3 separate regions of the Gossypium hirsutum genome follow, and regions 1 and 2 are each linked to region 3. Evidence: chromatin contacts called from public Hi-C data. All regions are on one chromosome and are shown on one strand. Each heading gives the region's core, a stretch centred on a gene start, on an enhancer-like site or on the middle of the called end of the contact. The rest is flanking DNA. Distances are from core to core; before and after follow the strand shown.

Evidence for each region. A called contact is a pair of places that touch in the nucleus more often than the background predicts.
Region 1: a contact with region 3 is called in a Hi-C map of leaf, with 2.9 times the contacts expected there. The contact joins the promoter of LOC121202989 here to the promoter of LOC121204460 in region 3. A contact is called at or near these places in 2 of 34 Hi-C or Micro-C datasets (both in leaf).
Region 2: a contact with region 3 is called in a Hi-C map of leaf, with 2.1 times the contacts expected there. The contact joins the promoter of LOC107952708 here to the promoter of LOC121204460 in region 3. A contact is called at or near these places in 4 of 34 Hi-C or Micro-C datasets (leaf and petal).

Annotation. Positions count from the first base shown.
Region 1 is chrA08:63,724,376-63,727,636 of Gossypium_hirsutum_v2.1, reverse strand. It overlaps LOC121202989 (remorin), which reads right to left and starts at 1,971. Exons shown (of 5, transcript XM_016847004.2): 1 at 1,584-1,971; 2 at 1,437-1,487; 3 at 1,259-1,346; 4 at 1,038-1,119; 5 at 521-948. The coding sequence starts at 1,743. The coding sequence ends at 754.
Region 2 is chrA08:63,767,755-63,770,974 of Gossypium_hirsutum_v2.1, reverse strand. It overlaps LOC107952708 (transcription factor LAF1), which reads left to right and starts at 1,557. Exons shown (of 3, transcript XM_016887871.2): 1 at 1,557-1,792; 2 at 2,141-2,270; 3 at 2,369-3,037. The coding sequence starts at 1,657. The coding sequence ends at 2,852.
Region 3 is chrA08:64,525,310-64,528,921 of Gossypium_hirsutum_v2.1, reverse strand. LOC121204460 reads right to left here and starts at 1,818. Exons shown (of 3, transcript XM_041074266.1): 1 at 931-1,818. The coding sequence starts at 958. It overlaps LOC107919833 (protein phosphatase inhibitor 2), which reads right to left. Exons shown (of 5, transcript XM_016849324.2): 3 at 3,321-3,433; 4 at 2,976-3,149; 5 at 1,827-2,285. The coding sequence ends at 2,053.

The DNA.
Region 1 (3,261 bases), core at 722-3,221, 800 kb after region 3:
GATCCAAACCAACTCTATTTAAATACTAATAATTTCTAAAAACATATATATATTATTTTACATACATAATCAATCTAAACAAATTGTTATCCCCATATAAAATTAAAATTGAATTTTGTGAAAACTCTTTATTAGATTCTTTAAACCCAAAGTGGAGTTTGAAACGGAGCAGAAATGAAATCACCACATTCCTATAGCGTCTTATTTGGCAGGAAAGAGAAAGTGAAATTTCTGAAGCTCGTTGTGCTTCTTGTTGCTTTCTTTGTTAGTTTTAGCAAATATCACCGTCCAAAGAATAGAATGTCTTGGCTATTAAAGCTCTGAAAAGGAGTTTCCTATATAATAAGTGACTGCATTTTGCATCATGAATAACTTTGCAATGCATATAAGCCAGTAGGGGTTTCCCAATTGTCATGGACAGAGCAATTTATATTATAATAATAATAATAATAATAATAATAATATTACTTGTTAAGCTATGTCTTCAAGACCAATATAAAACTTATATAACGTTCTAAGATTGACCACTTCAAACTATTACCTTCATGCTTCAACATTATTACATCAAAAATTTGCTTCTAACAAATTCAATAACCAATTTTTTACTTAATGCTATTATATACACAATTACACACAGAAATACATACACACAGAACAATGGTTAATGCTTTCACCATATTAAAACTCAAACAAACATATTTTTAAATGAACTCTAAGAGAATAAAATGACCCCATTTTCTAATGATTTCATCCTCAACAACAACCAAGGGTCTTGTTCGGAGTGGTTCCGGTGGCACGGTACTTTGCCGCCAACTCCTCCGCTTTGAGAACATCCTCCCCTCGCTTAGCTTCAACGATTGCCTTCTTCTCTTCTGCTTCCTTGTGGATTAAGGCTGCCTTGTTTTTCATTTTTTCCACATACTCGGCCTTCTGCTTGTCTAACTTTTCCTGCTCATATATATAATTCAACACTCAACACTCAATAACAATAATAATAATAATCATCTTCATCCAAGGATGCTTGATTAAATTAATACCTCAATCCTTTTTAGCTCAGCCTCTATAGCTGCTTTCTTGGTATTCTCCCAAGCCGCAATAGAAGAAAGCTTCTTCTGTGCTCTGCTCAACCATATCAATAAGCTTTGAGTAAGAAAGCAGCCAGAAAACATAATTTAATTGCATGGTTATGGTATGCAATCATTTTTATATCAGTTTTCCTATAATTTTCACAATAAGGCAAGGGGAAGAAAGTTGATACTTGTTCTCAGCTTTGCTTTTTTCACTTTCTTCCCAAGCGTTGATTAGTGAAATTCGCTTCTCAGTCGCAACTCTAGCAAGCACAGCATCTGGAGAAAGACAGCCGGGGGAAATTTTCAATTTAATCATATTCTAAATACTAAGATTTTGTGAAACGCAAGATGGAGAAACGAAATTACCTCGATCAACAGACACCTCCGTGCTTTTCTTCTCCGTCGACTCTGCCGCCTCTGCATATCATCAAATTTTTATTATTAGAAAAAATGAAACACGCAGAAGCAGAAGCAGAGCTGAAACGGAAAAAGAAGGGATATATAGATATATACTTTCGATGGGTTCGGGAGGCTTTTCCGTAGAGTCGGCGGGCTTTTCTTCAGTAGGAGGAGGTGGAGTCACGGATTTTTCCACGGCGGCTTCGGTGGGTGGCGGCGGAGGGTCGGAGGGGATTTCGGATTCAAGCTTCTTGGGTTCTTCGACATCTGCCATGTGGGCGTGCACAAAAAAGAGAATTTAAAACTGAAAGTGAAGAAAAAGAGGTGGTTGAGATATTATAGTTAGGTTGGGGTTGGGGGGCAGAGAACAGACTTTAACTGTAGCTTCTTCCATTGACTGACTGAGCTGTATTGTAGGTACTACTGGGTAACTTATGAGTTGGCAGAAAGCGACTCTAAACTTGCTGCTTTTACCTTCCTTATTTTTCAGGATGTGAAATCTAATAAATTCATGTTAAAATATTAATATTTAAATTTTTTAGGCTTTTTTATAAAAATAACCTAAAAAATAATTAATTACTTAAATAATTTATTTTTTTATAAAATACGAAAATAACTCAAATTTTATAGTAAAAATTGGTGGAACTAAAGTGTTTTGGGCCACCAACCGCGTCAACAATCTGTATTAAAAAATTAATTTTTTTGTGAAACTATATAGAATAGCACTACTTATATAAATACTAAGGAAATACTTTGATTTTCGAAAATATGATGATTTAAGAAAATTTACTTTTTTCTGATAGAGCCAAATAAATTGGCGCCACCAAATTCCAAGATAATAGCCTATCTACCTATTTGCCTATTTGCTTATTAAAACAGATTAATTTTTTATTTTTTTCATCCACGTTACTTTTTCTAATTCTTTATCCTTTTTCCTTTTTTTTAAGGTTTTTTATTTGTCATTTATTTATTTGTTTATTATTGGTTTTATAAAATGTGAGTATTTTTTTAATTTTAAATATATTTTTTAAAATTTAAATATTATTTTTTCAATTTTAAATATAATTTTTTAATATTATAAAACATTTAAAATAATTATTTTTAAAGATATGACTTTTCAAATTTATTATTTGTTGAATAATATTTTAAATATTTTTTAATTTTAAATATAATTTTCTAAAATTATTTTTAAAGATATTCAAATTCTTTTTTAAATTATATTTAAATTTTTAAAATTTAATATTTAATTTGGTGGAGCCATTCTAAATGGATCTCACTTTATTACAAGTGTAATTTTTTTATTTTTTTAATATAAATATTTAATATTTTATTTTAGTGGAGCCATTTTGTATAGCCCCGTTCTCTAGCATATATTGAATGGTGAAATTGTTGTGTTTAGTAGAAGAATTCAAAAATTCTGTTGAATATGAATAATGAGGTGTTTTTGGTGTACGTTCTTTTTTATGGTAAAATTGTAGAATGTGATGTTGGTTGTGTATTTCAATGTCGACAAAGATAGGGTTGCAATTCAAAAAAAAAATGTGAAGCTGGTAGAAATGAAAAAGAATATCAGTGCGAAAATAGCTATCTATTGTGGAAGGGCAATGTTCAGATTATTTTACAAGTTTCCAATCTCTATAGATCCGTTCAAATTTATGAGATGCAACTATTAGATAATGATGACTTAGGCACTATGATGGAAATATGGTGGTCGACTGGGAGTGAGAACCCTAACCAATTGAGTTATTTGCTGAGTTAGTAGACTTAGAGCCTGTTGAGAATGTTAGTCAAA
Region 2 (3,220 bases), core at 308-2,807, 760 kb after region 3:
TTAGAATACTAGTTTATTATCCATGCTACGCAAGAGCTAATTTTATTTATTTAATATATAAACAAAAATTTTAGTTAATTAAAATATATTTAAATAAAAATAAAAACTATTATATTATAATTTAATATTATTATTATTAAATTTTAATATAAAAAAGATATTATTAAATTTTTCATCGGAACTTAGAGTATAATCAGATATTTTCGAAAGATTTTTTTTATTAAACCTAGGGTGTTTGGTATGAATTCATTAGAGGTGATCATGGGCCGGGTCGGGTTCGGGATGGGTCCAAGCAAAAAATTATGCCAGTTTGTTAGGTCTGGGTTCGGTCTAACCCAAAAAATAGGCCTAAAATTTGTCCAAGTCCAACCCGAATAAAAATGCTAAAATCCAGGCCCGACTCGACCTGCCCATATTAATTTTTTTATATTATATTAGTTTTTACATAATTTTTAAATATATATATATAATACATCAAAATACTAAAAATATTAAAATATTAAAAAATTGAAAATAAATTTTAAAAAATATGTATACTTAAATAATACTAAGATAGACGCAACTTAACAAGAAAATGTCTCTAAAATAATAATAAAATTAACAATAAAACAAGTGTTATACAATATCTAAATAATAACAACAAAATGTAGCAACATAATAGTGAAATGATAGCAAAATAAGGAGAAAACAATAAGAAAATATCATTAAAATAAAAAAAATAGCTTTTTTTTTCATTTAGTGAATTCGGGCCGGGCTGGGCTCGGGCCAAAAATGTCTTACCCGTGACCTGACCCGTTTTTAAAACAAGTCTTATTTTTTTGTCCATGCCCATTTTTCGGGCCTATATTTTTGCCCAAACCCTCCCACTTTTCGGGCGGGCCTTCGGATCAGGTGTCCTGGCCCATGGGCAGGTCTAGAATTCATAAGGAAAACAATATTTTGTTTTGAATTATGTTACACTATAGTAATAATCACCCAATTATGGAAGGTTACAAAATGATGATTTAATTATTAGTAAATTTTTTATTGGTTACTCAAATATGAAAAGTTATAAAATGGACACTTAACTATTTAATTTTATCTTTTTTGTCACCCAACTATATTAAAACTTTTAGGTGTTTTCATTTTTACATTAGTAATTTTAAATTGAATAATTAAATGATAATTTTGTAACTGAAAATCTATAATTTGGTGTTGCCCTTTAAATTATTATTATAAATATATCCCACAGGACAACCAGATTTTTTTGGAAATAATTCCATTTATGAATTATGATAATTTTTCTTTTACTTATTTTATACAAATAAAAAATAATTCCAGTTTGACATAGTAATATATAAAGATTAAATTAATCATTTTAATTAAGGACAAAATGAATTATTCAAATTTGGTTTTACATTTATCAGTAGAGATTATTGAAGTAATAGAAAAACACATATGCATTTGTAGCTAGTTTTACCAGCTCAGACTTAAAGTGGTCCAAACAATACATACATAGCTTCTATTTATTTATTTTCCTTAATTAAAGACCTTGTAGTTGTAGGTTAGGTATGAGAAAGTCAAATAAGATGGTATTTATTGCTTTTGCAGCTTCCCATACCGACTGCCCTTAACCTTCTTCCCTGCCTTTCTCTCTTCTTTGTAATAATTCAAGAAATGGGTTGCAAGCCATCTGATAAGCCAAAAGCTAAGCATAGGAAGGGGTTATGGTCACCTGAAGAAGACCTAAAGCTCAAAAACTATGTCCTCAAACATGGCCATCTTTGCTGGAGCTCTGTTCCCATCAATGCAGGTCTGTTTTCTTGTATTCGTATTAACTTCCCTGCAATATTTGTGTAGCTCATGCTTATCACCACCACTATTAATTTGACTTGTTAGAAGCATTCCTTAGCAAATGAATCTGAACCTAAGATGGTACACTTATTTATTTTATGTGTCATGGTCATGGGATTAATCTTTTTCTACTTTGGTTTGGCAGTCAGTGTCAGTCCAAAATATTCAAGAAATTTCTTTAGTTAAAGACAGCGACTGTTTCTTTCATCGTACACTGTCCCTGTAAAGTGGAAGTGAGAGAGAGTGATGATGAGTGAAATGACGAAAATAGGGTATGAATTAATATGATAGATGCATGGATATCCAGGATTGCAGAGGAATGGGAAGAGCTGCAGACTAAGGTGGATTAATTACTTGAGGCCTGGATTAAAACGAGGGATGTTTACTCCCCAAGAGGACGACGTTATCCTCTCCCTTCATCATTTGTTAGGCAACAAGTACGTACACTTGTCATTAATTGTGAAGAATTATTATATATATATATCCTCAGTTTTACAAGGAACTAATGAAGATGTCTGATCTTTTTATTGAATAGATGGTCCCAAATTGCACAAAGTTTGCCTGGAAGAACAGATAATGAGATTAAGAACTACTGGCATTCTTATCTGAAGAAAAGGATCGTAAAAGTTGAAAATTTGGAAGCTCAACACACATCTTCAACCTCAGAATCTAGTGTGCTGCCTCAAAACCTTACGGACCAATCGGCAAGCTTTGTTACTGATCAAACTGTTCCAATGCATTTTGACTTGCCCCAACGAAGCCCACTGCCGAAGCTTTTATTCGCAGAGTGGCTATCGCTTGATAAAGAAGGTGGAAGTAAGCCAGCAGCTTACTCTGATGGATATAATCAAGCTTCAGCTTCCAGCTTCGAGGATCCTTTCATGAATGGTTTTGTATTCAATGAGGGAGGATTTGGCACTGGTCTTCAGGATCTGCTAAACGATGCATCAGTAAACCAATTGTTCAAGTTTGAATTCCAGATTTCAGGGAACGACTTTATTGGTTCTGGGTGGGAATAATAAAGACAGATGTACTCATCCTTTCTTTCTTTTTTTTGTTCAAAACATATTAGTGATTTCAGTATGAATAATGAGGGAGTGTACATATAAGGCCAAATCTCCATGGGTGCTACCTTGTTTTTTTTATTATCGAAAGTACGGATTCAAGATTCTCAATTTCTTTGTTTAACAGGAAAACTTTAATATTTCTGAAATTTTCATTTAGCTTTTTGTCCTATAAGAAGTGTTTTAATGTGAAAAAAAGGAACTTCATGGTTTCATTGGCCGCAGCACAGTGGGAGTAGTTATGTGGAAGGGGTCAAACTTTGGCTTTAACTCTTTTTTTGTTTCAAGGAGTACAATTATTACCTTCCTATACTAAAATACAT
Region 3 (3,612 bases), core at 569-3,068:
ATTTTTGAAAAATTAAAACCTCTAAAAAGTTTATATAAATTAATTAAATATAAGAGTATTACAAAACTATGTAAATGGTAATTAAATATAAAAATTTTTATAAAGCCAAATATTATTGGTATTAGAGTAATAGCGATTTATACAAGCTGAAAAATAAAATAAAATAATGCATATCATTTTTATAAGTTGAATTAAAAGAAAATCTTTTTTTGCAATTATCCAGATAAAATATAATTTCCTTCACAACATAAAAATTATAAATGTTTTTTGGTGTTATAAAAATACAATATGTAAAACACAGAATGCACGAAATTAGACCAACAACAATAATTTTTCAAACAAAAATGTTTATTTTTAATCAATATTCAAGAAATAAATGATTATACAACCAATCAATCTTAATTTCTTCAAGGATTTATATTAATGTTCTCTAAAAATATAAATCAATCAAGATATTAATAATCTCATACAAAATCAACATCCCAAAACCATTCCATCAATAAAAACTTAATCTTGTCTAAAAATCCTAATTTATCAAGTAAAGCCACAACTTTAATTTTTAGAGATTAATTAATAAAATTTGAAATTGAAAAGAATAATTGTTAATTAAGTCAACATACTTAAATGTATAGAAAGGTTGATAATCTATTTAGTAAAATTATGGAGAGAATGAGAGAACAAGAAAATTTTCAGAAAAAAATGATGAATGTTGAATGAAAAAAAGTTGTTTTCCAAATAATTTACTACTTATTTTTTTTTATAAAGTATTTTTTCTTAAAATTTTTGTCTGGTCAATTGACCCCACAACCGATCCCGCAATTTAACAAGTGGTTTTGACACTGATGATTAAAAATGATGCTAAAAGACAGAGAGCGGGGCAACCGGAGAGAAAACGAGGGCCAAGCCAAGAGCTGTGAGCAAGAGGAGAACCTCCACAATACGGCTGGGAGAAAAACATCTCAAATCACCAGCAGAATGACAACGATGGAGAGGGGAAAAGGCCAGGCTTTTATTCTGCCGGAGGAAAGGAAAAAGAAACAAACGACAAAAGGTGACAAGGCAGTCACTTTCTTTTAAGAGGTTTTTTTCTTCAGTAGTTAATTGTATGGAATTGAGTGTAGCTGCAGCAGACCAACTTATATACCTAAATATCGTTTCTTTCAAAAGAAAAAAATTATGCAATTGTCATCCCATCTAACCTCACGATAAGCTTATAGCTTCTCAATAATTTTGCCTACATCGCTCCCAAGGGTGTACATTGAACTATCATATATGCTTAAAGACCTCTTTCCTATTTAATGTGGGGTTAATAATAGTTACTTGCGCGTTTGACACGATATTCTCATGCACTATCTACCCTATCGTTAGTGTGCTTGAAGTACTGTGATACCACTTCCCATTATACGCAGCTCTTGGGACGCTGTGGAGCTAAACTCTAAGGTAGGTAGGTGGGTACTAGGCTTGGAAAGGATTTAGGATGCATGGTTGAATCTTTGTTAGGCTAGGCTTGCCATTTAAGCCTTACCGGTATACATGATGACAGTTTCTAGACTAGCTATATATTGTTGAAGTTTTGAGACCCTCATTGGTATATTGCTGCCTTTATTCAACAGTGCACAAGTTGAGAAACGATGTGTGCTCGGGATAAGCTTGCAGCTGCTACGATTTGAGACAATTTTGTTAGCCTAACATGAAAATCTTCTTTTACAAAGTTGAGGATGAATCTTAGTTCATACTCAAATCCGCTTGCGAAAGATGACAGTACAGCATCAAAATCTCCCACTTTAATTTGCAATGATGCATAAGTATGAGGGTAGACAGCAATGTCACAAATCCTTCGCCATCATGCTTATTTGTTAAGACCACAAGTTTAGATGCGCAAGATTTCAAACAAACATGCCAAATTAGACATTTTTGTACAAGCGAACTCAAATATGGTAAAAAGAAAATCCCTAAATTTTTTTCGGTGCATCAAAATAAACATCAAACAACCATAAAAGAATGTCAAAAGAGCGAGCTTTTGCGTCTTTGACTGGTCAGATGACTTCACAATCACAATCCATTACCTGGATGCCCAGGACTTGCAGAAGACTTTTGGGGCAAACTTGCAGGACCTTCCACAATTCCTATGTCTTTGACACCAGAGCTTAATGATGATGATGAATCACCCTCCACTTCATCATCTTCATCCTCAATGAAAGAACCCTTACGTCGCAGTTCCTTTATTTTCAAAAACTCATCATAGTGTGCTTTCCTTTGCTCCTTAAAACTCTTACCATTCTGATCTGTTTGGAAATTTGAACCAAAAAAATGTGGAACAGACTAAAAACATCAACCACGGATTAAGCATAAGAAATACATTGTACACAATTGATGAACTAAAAGAGATAAAATAGATTGGGATGGGGAAGGAGCAGGGCAAGGGCAAGGGGGAATGAGTGGTCTTGAACCTTCATCACTGTTTGCAATTGGATAATGTGTGATTTTTTCATCATGTCATTTATTTCTGTTTTGTTTCTCAATAACTTAAAAAGCATCAGAGAAAACTAAGAGATTCATAAAGATCATATGAACCTAGATAAAAGGGTACAAAAAAAACGGTGCAAAATTCCAAGCTAAGTTAAAGAAGAAGTTTAGAAGCTATAGTGCTTTTAATGATAATATTCAACATCATGACTTTTTCTACCAGACAGCAGCAGGTAAATCCTGACCACTTCAACGCTCATCCTCACATCCTTCCAAAAGAAAATGTCCGATGATAAATTCCACTAGGAGAAACAAGAAAGGCTCTAACCATCAAAAGCCTGTTTTCTAGAGCAAACCTTATACCATTCACACAAACAAGGATTATTGCTCCCTTGTAATCTCATGAAAGATAAAGCAGTCATTAGATATGCTAACCAACTTAAAAGGAAAGTAAAACATTTTCCAATATGCCATCAGAAACGACAACTAAAAAGCAATGGTCAACAAACCTTCTTCATCATGATCCATAGGATCAGCCTCATCATCAGAAGAAGTCCAACCACCAGACTGCCCAGTTGTTTTTCTACTTGAGGAAGCCACATCTTTCAAAGCAGAGCATAATTCCTCAGCATCCACATCAATGACACAATCGTTGAAACTACGTCCTCTGGGAGACAAAGACCCTAACCAAGATACGAACTATAAGGTGAGAAATGTAATCCAATGTTCAGATTAATGCTCTAACCAAGGTACAAATAAAGTGAAAATAAAATTACACAAGCACCATTTCCTAAATTTCTCACACAAAAATATAGGCTAATACAAGAGGTAAATCACTATGCAAGTGAAAATACCATCATCATCAATCATGGGGTGGTACGGCGTCTTGGGTTCAGTTATTTTCTGCCTTACGGGTTTATTTGCTTCAATTTCCCCCAGATTTTCCTCATTCCATCTTACACGCCTACTGTTTCCCCAAGAAAGAATTATTATTAGATCCAAAACACAACTAAGAATATTATAACTACAAAAACTTACAATTCTTGTTACAGTAGCTAACTATATCAAAACAAGATAGAAGCATAAAAACGAACAACTATGATCAAAATGGGAACATCCTTCTTAAAATCAGCTAGTTCTCGACTA